3 separate regions of the Columba livia genome follow, and regions 1 and 3 are each linked to region 2. A link is a contact called in public Hi-C data. All regions are on one chromosome and are shown on one strand. Each heading gives the region's core, a stretch centred on a gene start, on an enhancer-like site or on the middle of the called end of the contact. The rest is flanking DNA. Distances are from core to core; before and after follow the strand shown.

The links. A called contact is a pair of places that touch in the nucleus more often than the background predicts.
Region 1: a contact with region 2 is called in a Hi-C map of liver, with 4 times the contacts expected there. The contact joins the promoter of GARS1 here to the promoter of CTDSPL in region 2. A contact is called at or near these places in 2 of 2 Hi-C or Micro-C datasets (crop and liver).
Region 3: a Hi-C map of liver shows a contact between it and region 2, with 2.3 times the contacts expected there. The contact joins the promoter of PLCD1 here to the promoter of CTDSPL in region 2. A contact is called at or near these places in 2 of 2 Hi-C or Micro-C datasets (crop and liver).

The regions. Positions count from the first base shown.
Region 1 is chr2:5,320,585-5,323,955 of bColLiv1.pat.W.v2, reverse strand. It overlaps GARS1 (glycyl-tRNA synthetase 1), which reads left to right and starts at 1,790. Exons shown (of 17, transcript XM_065050328.1): 1 at 1,790-2,035. The coding sequence starts at 1,874.
Region 2 is chr2:5,474,908-5,478,543 of bColLiv1.pat.W.v2, reverse strand. CTDSPL (CTD small phosphatase like) reads right to left here and starts at 1,786. Exons shown (of 9, transcript XM_005509118.3): 1 at 1,170-1,786. The coding sequence starts at 1,245. LOC110363720 (a long non-coding RNA gene) reads left to right here and starts at 2,291. Exons shown (of 4, transcript XR_010469917.1): 1 at 2,291-2,541; 2 at 2,677-3,350.
Region 3 is chr2:5,682,163-5,685,705 of bColLiv1.pat.W.v2, reverse strand. PLCD1 (phospholipase C delta 1) reads left to right here and starts at 1,757. Exons shown (of 15, transcript XM_065050346.1): 1 at 1,757-1,908.

The DNA.
Region 1 (3,371 bases), core at 541-3,040, 150 kb after region 2:
TCCCCCGGCAGGGGAAGGGGGAACAGGGATCAGTGACAAGCAAAACACCACCAAGTGCAAAGACTACAAAGCTTTTGGAGCTCAAATGCTGCAGCTGATGGAAAAAATAACACACATGCACACCCTCGTCCTCAGCCCCCAGCGCTTCCCTGCCCCTCAGCGGGGACACGTGCTGCGGACGTGGCTCTGGAGATGGTGGATGCCCCATATCTGGAGACATCCCAGGCCAGGCTGGATGGGGCTCTGAGCAACCTGAGCTGGTGAAGATGTCCCTGCTCATGGCAGGGGTGGCACTGGATGAGCTTTGAAAGTCCCTTCCAACCCAAAGCATTCTCTGGTTCTAGGATTCTAATAAATGATTATGCTTTAGCCTCTCATAAGTCAGTAGTTTAAAAACATAAGCAAACCCAAACCAAAGACAACGTAGAGACTGCAACGTGAACCAGTCTCAACACTCGATTTAGTTTCATCTTCAAATTCCTAATAAAATATTTTACAAATTCATCTAGAGATGTCCAGGCCATGGTCATCAGCACTGTGATTCAGAGCAGATAATATCACTGTTGGAATTACTTCCACAAGTTCTCGGGAGTTTTTCCAGACTGCTGTGATGCCCATATTAGAATTATACATTTCCTACAGGGTCAATAAAGACTGATCCACTGATAATTCAGTAGCCTCAACTCAGAGATGCCCAAAATAGCCAGGTGAGGTGACAATTTCTTGAAGGCAATGATACTGCTACATTCAGCCATGGTGTACATGCTGTTTTAAGAACTTGTCATAATAGATCTATACTCATATATTGATTCTTAGCCTTCTTGCTTGAGATCACTTTACACCGAATTAGCTTATTATCGAGAACCTTTAAAAAAAGCTCTAGGTAATCACTAACTTTAAATCACAGGCACCAGGATGCAATTTGGTATGACAGCTCATGGCAGGGGGTTGGACTAGGTGAGCTTTGAAGGTCCATTCCAACCTAAGGTGTTCTATCAGTTTGCGATTCTGTGACAAGGGGGCACTGCACTGAGGTGTCTCTGGTGGGTGACGGACAAGGGGACATCACACTGAAGTGGCTCCAGTGGGTGAGGGACAAGGGGACACCACACTGAAGTGGCTCAGGTGGGTGAGGGACAAGGGGACACCACACTGAAGTGGCTCCAGTGGGTGAGGGACAAGGGGACACCACACTGAAGTGGCTCAGGTGGGTGAGGGACAAGGGGACACTGCGCTGAGGCGTCTCTGGTGGGTGACAGACATGGGGACATCACACTGAAGTGGCTCAGGTGGGTGAGGGACAAGGGGACACCACACTGAGGTGGTTCAGGTGGGTGCTACAGCAGTGCAAATCTCTGGCATGGGGTGATGGCTCTTTGCACCCGGGGCCATGTACACTTTGGGGGTGACAAATGTCACCCGGGGGGAGGAAGCACGTGTCGTCATGACCCACACACACTAGCTGGGGAAAGCGGGGGCGGTGTTTTCGTGCATGCGCTGCCCACCGTGTGTGAGTGTGTGTGCGTGTGTGTGTGCACACGTGTGTGTGCGCGCGAGGATGTGCACTCGCTCACGTGTGTGTGTGCCTGTGTGCGTGTACGCGTGTGTGTGTGTGCACGTGTGTGTGTGTGCGCGCCCGCGTGTGTGTGTGGCGAGCGCTCCCGCTCGCCCCCTGCCGTCCCCCCGCTGCCGCCGCGGCCGTGCCGAATCTGCTGCTGGGGACCGGGCGCCGCCGCCGGCGCGTTCGCGGAGCAACCCCTTTTTTTTCCCCTCCTGCCCGTGCGGAAAGTGCGGCGGCGGGTCCGGGGCCGGCTTTACGCCGGGCGCGATTTCATCATGCGGGGGGGGGCAGGGCGGCGCGCCGCCTCTCTCCATGCCGCTGCTGCCCCGTAGCGTCCTGCCCGCCCTGCTGCGCCGCCTCGCCTGCCCGCCCGCCGCCCCGCTCTGCACCCGGCCCGCCCCGGCCGCGACCCCCATGGACGGCCCGCAAGCCGAGGCGCTGCTGGCGCCCCTCCGGCAGGCGGTGCGGCACCAGGTAACGCGCCCCGGCCCGGCTGAGGGGGGGGACACCCGCCGGGGAGGACCCGCCTGAGGGGGAGGGACGCGCTGAGGGGGGTCGGGTGTGTGACAGACCCGCCCGCGGAGGTGTCCCCCGCTCCCCCCTCAGGCGCGGGGGGTGCCCCGGGTGCATTCGCCCTGCACTGCGGGGTGTTTCCCCTCAGCGCCCCCCCGCACCCTGCGTGCGACCGTCCGGCTCGGGGGCACCGCGGAGCCCCCGGCGGAGCGTCCCGGGGTGGGCGCCGCTTCCCCCGGGTGCGGGTGTTGCTGAGCCCGGAGAAGCGGGGGTGGTTGTTTTCCCGTGAATTGCCCGTTCCCCACCCCGCAGTGATGGATGGTGCTGGCAGAACTGGATCTGTGCGTCAGGCTGCCCGGCTTCGCTCTCCTGGGCTTGACTTTGCCGTGCTTTTGGGGCCCCGCAGCTGGTTCTTCACGTTTTCTTTATATTAAACAGCCTACATAGGTTTCCTCATCCCACAGGGTCACACAGTGACTTCCCTTGAGAACTGAGTGTGTGTTGGGTTTTGCAGATAAATGATATTCTTTGGATTCGTGTATTTGCCAGATGTAGTAAGAGAATATTAATTTCTTCGCACATTTTCCGTTTCATCATTATTATTTGTCCAGATACGTAGCTGTCTCCTATTAACTAGGATTGCGTCGCATTCTCTTTCCATCCCCCTCACAAACTAAACTATCATCTTTAGCTTCTCTCTCACCTGAGATGGACTCGATTGTCTTTTTATTTCCTAAGTGGATCTTGGTCTTGGTTCCCTTGCTGTGTGTGTTACTGGCAGCTCATGGAAGTTCCCCTTCATCCCTGTTTTAGCAGCAAAATCTATACGTGTGAGTTCCCCACATGTCTCCTTTAAGTGGCTGAATCCATAGTCTTCTGGTTAGTTGCACACACAGCTACGTGTGTGTCCCATGGCTACGTGTGCGTCCCTGGTATTTGTAGATTTGTACATGTGTTTTCCCATTAAATGAGTAGATTTATGGCCCTCTAATTATACCAGCACCATCCCTTCAATGAGTTTTTATTGTGAATCACTGTGCAGCATAATGCCTTGGCAGGAGAGCTTCTTATAAATAAAATTATGATTTCTAGAGCTAGCCGATTTAATTTTAAAATCCTGTATCTTGGGTGCTGTCGTTTGCCTTCAAAGTATCGATGCCCCCCCCGTCTTTCTGGCTGCCTGTGGGATGGGGACAGGAGTGTGGGGAGCCGAGGAAAGGTTTGTGGGTAAATTTCTGTAGCTGGGACCACGGGTATTGTATTGTACACTTTATAGTAGTAATTCAGTGAGATCTTC
Region 2 (3,636 bases), core at 537-3,036:
GTACTGAGAAAAAAACCACACAATTTTTCGTTCAAACACCCCCCAACCTGATGGCTGTTTTTCTTTTTAATCTACCTCCTTCTGCAACCAGCGTTGGTGAGATGAGGAGACAGAGATTTCCCTCACAACCCTTCAGTCCAAAGTAACAGGGAGCAACTTCTCCAAGGATACAGGACCCCTCGCTATTTACAAGACAAGCCACACAAACATCGAAGCTTTCTGCATACTAAACACATCAATTTTCGGGGGAGATACACCAATCTACCCTTTTTAGAAGACCACTCGATGTCTATTACCAGGCAACACCACCACACGCTCTACTTCTAATTTCTGTCCTTTCTCCCCTTTTTACCAGCGCTGCCTGTACCAAAGCACGAACCCAACACCCAAATCACTTCCAAAATCCACACGCAGCTCCCCAGAACTGGAACCCCACCGCTCACCCCCCCTTTCCACTTACACCCCAAAACTCCTCCGAGCTTCCAAAAGGAAACAAGGTTAAGGGCAACCGTCAACCTCTGGACTTCGGAGGAGAAAGCAGCTCCTTTGGCCAGGCCAGATTCATCTTATTTTAGAGGAAAACGCAACCCAAGCGTGACGCCTTGCGCAATCAACAACTATTTATCTACCAAGTAAATAGAGCCAGCTTTTCAAAGTAGCCCGTGTTTCTTTCCCAGGCGCACAAGTGTCCTCCAACAAACCTGAGAGCTCCCCAGATTCTTAAATGCAAAGCCAGGGGACATAGAGGAAAACAAGGAGAAGTCACTATTATTATTATTTTTAAAAAAATCTTTAAAGCTAAGACTTCAAAACCTTCTGACACATGCAGAACTGGTATCCTTGAAGCAGGGCACAAAGTGACAACCTCACAAAGTCCTCAAGAGAGAGGAGTATTTTAATTTAAATAACTGATTAAACCTGATATTTAAACACCGTAACAAGTTCCCAGCTGCATCCCAGCAAAGCAGCTCCAGAGAGCTTCATGCAAATATCTTCCCCCCACAAAAGAAACAACCAAAAAACCACCAACCCCAACAAGCCCTCCTCTGTTCCCAGATTATACAGTGGCTGAAGAATGCAAGTTGCTACTACGTGCATTTTTAAGAAGCGATTTGCAGAAATTTAAAAGAAAAATAAACAAAAAAGGAGAAAGAGAGAAGGCTGCTCACCTTTATCCTGAGTGCAGGACAGGATCTCCTCCTCTTTGGGGTTAGTCACCTGGGTGATAATGGACGGGTTGTCCATGGAAACAGAGTGAGATTTCACCTGGCTATTTCCCTCCCGGAGGCAGGCTTGTGTGCGGGGGGGTGGGGAGGGGGGTTGTTTGTTTGTTTAAAAATCAATATGCAGATTTGTAGTTAAAAAAAATAATAATAAAAAACTCCTCCAGGAGCGAAGCCAAGCTGGGGTGGTGGGGGGGGGGGGCACCGCGCACAGGGGCCCCTCCGGTACCGCTGCCACCGCCGCCTCCAGGCGCCAAATCTCCACGGGGCGGGGGGGGGGAAGGCGAATCAACCCCCCCCCTTAACAAAAAATAATAAATAAGGACTCCAATTCACCCTTCCGGGAAGCCCTGGCAGCGCTCCCCCCGAGACCCCGCCGGAGCCGCCGCCTCCCGAGGCGGGGGAAGTGCCCCCGGCCCCTCCGCGCCGCCTCCCCCCCGCCTCACACCGCCTCCCGCATCCACCTGAGCCGCCCCGCGGGGCCTCCCCCGAGCGCGTCCCCCGGCACAGCCCCGCGCTCCCTACATACCCCCCCGCCGCCGCCCTCCTCCTCCTCCGCGCTTATCTCATCCCCGCGCCCCCTCACACCTCCCTCCCTCCCTCCCCCCCACCCCCCTTCCCGCGGGCAGCGCTGCGGGCTCGGCGGAGCGACGCCCGGGCCGCCCCCTCCTCCTCTTCCTCCCCCCTTTCCCGGGTCGCCGCTGCCGCCGTGCGCGGAGGGAAGCGCGGTGCGGAGGGGAGGAAGGGAGGGGAAAGGGGCCGAGCCGCCGCTGCGCGCCCCGGCCGCGCTCCCCGCGCTGCGCCACAGCCCCGTCGCCACCGCCGCCGCGCTCGCAGCCTGTCAGCCCGCCCGGCGCGGCCCGCGCCCCGCCCCGCTCCGCCCCCGCGCCGCGGGACGCTCCAACATGGAGGCGGGGAGCGGGCAGCGCCCGGGGCCGCTGCGCGGTAAACAACGGGGCGGGGCCACGGCGGGGGCGGGGCCACGGCGGGGGCGGGGCCACGGCGGGGGCGGAGACACAGGGGGCGGAGACACAGGGGGCGGGGCACAAGGGGCGGGGCCAGGAGGCTGTTGTCGTTGCGTACAAAAGGCTTTTCTCTCCGCCGCGGGGGGGCGGAGCCGGGGGCGGGGCCACAGGGAGAGGGCGTGGCCAGCCCTCCATGGCGGGGGAGCTGCCCGCGGGAGGCGGGAAAAGGCGTTAGCGCGTCACGTCCGTGCTCGGTGCTGTCCCGCGTCAGCGCTGGGCTGGTTTCCTTCAGAAACGGGTATAAACTGCCTGAGAAGGAGCTGCGGTTAATGAGGAGTGAAATATTTTCACAGGTGTTTTTTTTTGTTCGTTTTTTTTCTTTTTTCAGACGCGAGTGTGTCACTAGAAGGTACCGAGGGCAGCATGGCCAGCTTCTCTTAGAGAAAACACCCTTTAAATTTTTTTTTTAAATTATTTTCTTTTCCTAGAGCATCTTCGAAGGCTTCCCAGCAATTCCCAGCGCTGCTGTTCAGTGGCCACGTCAGGAGATGGATCCAGCTCCTCCCGCCCTTGCCCGGGGTCTGGGGCGCGATGGTGGGGAAGAAAAACCAGCTCCTCCGTGGGGCTGTCAGTGTCAAATTAAAAGGGTGAACCTTTAAGTAAGCGTGTTGGTGTTTTTCATGTAAATGAGGAATTGCAACCCCCTTTCCTAAAAAAACATATATTTCTAATGTATATACAAGCCTTTATTGCAACCTTGCTACAGAAGGGACAGATATCATTTTAAATTCCATTAACCAAGTTGAGGAAAGTCCTTCTGTAGCTGGCATGGACCCAGGCAGTGTGAATTGTAGTAATACTGGTTTCAACTCTCTTATTTTCCCTGAAAGAGAAAGCCACTGCCTGTCTGCATTTTTAAAATGTATATATAAATATGTATGTGGCTCTGAGCGGTTTTACCTAACGTTAGCAAAAATCCAGCATTTCGACCGCCAGGCTAGGTTGCAGAAATGAGCATTTAGTTTAATTCCAGCAGCAGCTGTTCTCATTGCGGTGCTTTCCCTTAAAGGGAGCCCAGCAGTGAGGAGTTTCTAGTCTGCGGTGATGCCACATCTACTTTCCGGGGAAAATTACTTGATTCTGGGGCTTTATTTCACTCTGGGTGAGTGTATTACGATGGTCAACACATTGAAACAAGTTGAAATTGCTGCATTTGTTTGACGTGGAAAAAGTCTTTCAAAACCTGGCTGTGTCTTCTCTCACAAAACTAACACTCCCTAAGCAGCCGTACATGCAGAGATACCTGTATGGCAAGTTTCTGGGACTTGATTTTTAGGTTTGCCCGTCTTGCTCTTATGACAAACGCTTTGCACAGGGAATGAGAGCGATGCCACTGCTTGCATCGCATCCAGTTGTGCAAGTCCCGACCTGCTGTTCAGCTTTGGCAT
Region 3 (3,543 bases), core at 508-3,007, 210 kb before region 2:
GCACAATAATGTGTGATGTGTATTTCTATGGAAACTGTGAGGGTAGAAGAATGAGTTTTTTTAAAAAGTTTAATGGCAGCCAAGATAAAGGCTATAGACAGACATACAATGCTGTGTGGGCTATCCCCAGCATCCTCAATAGTTAAGTTGCAGCAAATAGGTGGAGTGGAGGATATATCCAGTATTTTAGCCTGAAGAAAAGGAGGCTGATGGGAGATCTTACTGCTCTCTACAGTTACCTGAAAGGAGGTTGTAGCATGGAGGCGGTTGGTCTCTTCTCCCAAGTAACAAGTGATAGGATGAGGAAATGGCCTTAAGTTGCACCAGGAGAGGTTTAGATTGGATATTAGGAAAAAACTTCACCCTGGAAAGGGTTGTTGGGCATTGGAACAGGCTGCCCAGGGAAGTGGTGGAGTCACCATCCCTAGAGGGGTTTAAAAGATGTGTAGATGAGGTTTTTAGGGACATGGTTTAGTGACAGTGTTGGGTTAAGGGTTGGACTTGATGACCTTGGTGGTCTCGGCCAAAATGATTCTATGATTCTACACAGAGAAGGTGTTACTATAATGCTATTTCCCACCACCACTTTCAAACTGCCCTTCTCTACTTCTCCCTTATAGAAACCACGATGTTCTCACCACCTCAGCCTTACCGGAGTTTCCAGTCTGGCTGACTCACCCACCAGCCTCTTGGACACTCCCCCCAGTGCTCTTCCCCATCAGCTGAAACGGTGACAGATTGATGGTGTTCTCTGGAAATCCCCATGCCCTGAGGATTTTAAAGTTGATGTCTCTTTCTCTGTAGGTTTGCAGGAGGGATTCTCCTTCGTGGGTCTTTCAGAAGGTGTTTTGTGGGAGATAACCCCCCCCATGCCATACTAATAGAAGGATGGGCTTTAGAGGAGTCATGGGGTGAAATCTCTGCTCTTTATTTTCTCCACTTGTTTGTTAGTTTTGTACTAGGACAGAGGAGTTTTGCTACATCAGGGCAATTTTCCTTGGGTGGTGGCAGCAGCCCTATATTTATGGACTGTAAAAGTATTTGAGATCAATGTCCCTGCTCTCAAAGGAGCAGCCCAGTTCCTGGCAGGGAGGGACAAACAGTCCCAGTCCCAAAGTATTTTTCATCATGTGCCTCCCAGATCTGTCAGCAGCACACAGGGACTTTTTCCCTTCTGTTGGTGGAGCTGCTGGGTTTGCAGCCACTGAGGAGCGAGGGCTTTGAATCTGCCAACAACTCCAGCAGTTGTTTGCATCAAGAAAACCTAAATAACCTGAAACGGAAATAAACAACAGCAAAACAATAACTGAATCCCTCCCCTAAACATTCAAGATTTCCCACACTGTATTCCCTTTCTTTCCCCCTCCCTGTTTGCCAGTGTCACCTTTTACCCTTAAAAAATTCCTAGTTTAAGAGTACGGGACAGAGAGGAACAAATCAGTTCCACTCAATAAAAGCCTCAGGATGGCGCCTTTTTTGCCTGCTTTCTCTGTCTCAAATGCAAAGCTTGTAACTTCTGTTCTAAAGTTTTAAATTCATGCCTCTGCGAGTGTTTGTGGTTACAGCTTCTATTTCTATATTGGTGGTTTCTGACCTGTCGTGGTGGTTTATTTATTTTTTTTGGGGGGGGTGTGTGTATGTGTGTGGGGGGGTGTGTATGTGTGTGTGGGGGTGTATTGGCTTTTTTGATTCGTTTTTATTTTTTGTTTTTGTTTCTTTTTTCCTTCTGAAAATAAATATACCCCTACCAGTGTCTAAAAGCCCTTTAGACCTTGACTCTGATCACCTGTTTAAGTCCATTTCTTTGATTCGGGGACCACGGAGGACACATTTACAGCTCTCCCCTTCAATCTGGAAGCCTCTGCCGGAAAGGAGCAGCATGAAAATATGCCAGAAACAGGAAAAGAGGTAACGCTGTGAAGCTGCGGCATCAGCAGGGGGCTGGGCCAGCGGCGGAGCCGCCGGGTTTGCGGGGAGGAGCCCGCACCAGTCCGGCGCTGGGACTCCGGGCGCTCGGTCCCAGTCGGGGCGCTGGCGCAAGCGGTGCCGTGAGGGATGCGGGAGGGAAATAAATGAGGAGTCATAGCGCAAGAGGTGATTTCCAGCCCGAGGGAAGGAGCAGAAGGCTCCGGAGGGAGCTGACGGGGGGGGGATCGGTGGAGCAGAGAGCAGGGGGAGCCGCCCGGGTCCGTTTTCCAGCCCGGTAACGTCTGGGCGCAGCTGCTGGCGGAGCCGTTGCTGCCGCTGCACGGCGGCTTCTTCTGCAAAAATGGAATCGAACGGCAGTTTCCTCGCTTACAACAGTAAGTCTATAGAAATAGCCTTGCGTTTCAGCTCTCTTATCTTGTCCAGAGCTTTGTTTTTCCTCCTGTCTTCTCCCCCCTCTTTCCCCTCTCCATTCTCTCATTTGGAAGCAAAGCAGCGTTTAATCTGTATTACAAATGATAGGGTTTTTTGCTCTGTTAATAGGCTTGGCTGTATTGGTAGGAACTGTGTCTTGTCTGTCTAAGTGTCTGCAAGCCCAGAAAAGTTGGTCCAAATCTCCTCCCCTTTGTGGTGAAGCTGAGAGAGGGACAGATGCTCAGCTGGGTAAATTCTCTGGTCTGTGGAGAAGACAAGCAGGATGAACCCCCAGCTCAGGGTCTGCCCACAGGATAAGTGTTTAGTACAAAATAAGTAGCGTCTCTAAAAAAGAATAAATCCTCTCTGCTCTCCTATCAAGTGAGATTTAATGCTTATTGGTATCAAGACTAGGAGGCTTGTCTGATAGAGTAATGAAGCATCCCTTAATCCCTGCTCTGCCTTTAACATATTGATTTGTTACCTCTATTGTATTTTACTTACTGTGATGAGCAGAAAGAACTTAAGATTGTTATAGCTACGGATTGAAATGGGGTTTTGTGACCCTACAGCAATGGGAAAAGTGCTTATTTTTGTTTAATGAGATATGTGCTTTCTTACTATAGATGAACTATAAACAAACAAACTTAATAGAGCAATAAGTGATTGGCACTAAACATAATCAGTTTAGTGTTACCAGGAGAAATGTGAGAAGATTCCCCCAGGCTCAAGAAATCTTCCCTCTGATTTTCCCAGATGCTAGAAATCTAACAGGAAGGTGAAACAGAGGTTAATGTTATACTTTGTGTAGGTATCTCATTCATTATATAACCACTGGGGAAAGCAAGCTAAGAAATACATCTGGAACTAGTAAAATATTTCTTATTCTGGCCTGTGGGTCATTTTTCAGTGAATATTATTTAGTCTTCTGGGGTTAGGAACCAAGATGAATTTAGTGGCTGCTTGTTAATCCATTTTCTTGTCTCAAGCAGAAAAATACACAGGTGTCAAAGGAACCAAAGCGTTTACTGAAATTCCTTAACACATAACACACAGAGATGCCAACGTCACTCTGAATGCCACTCGACTTAGACGAGTTGCTCACATGTTGCTTTGTTAGCAGGCTCAGGCTTGTGCTATGTAGTTTGTCAGAATTTTCTCAGATACTGTGATTTATATATTTTGCTTATGACCGTATGTTGA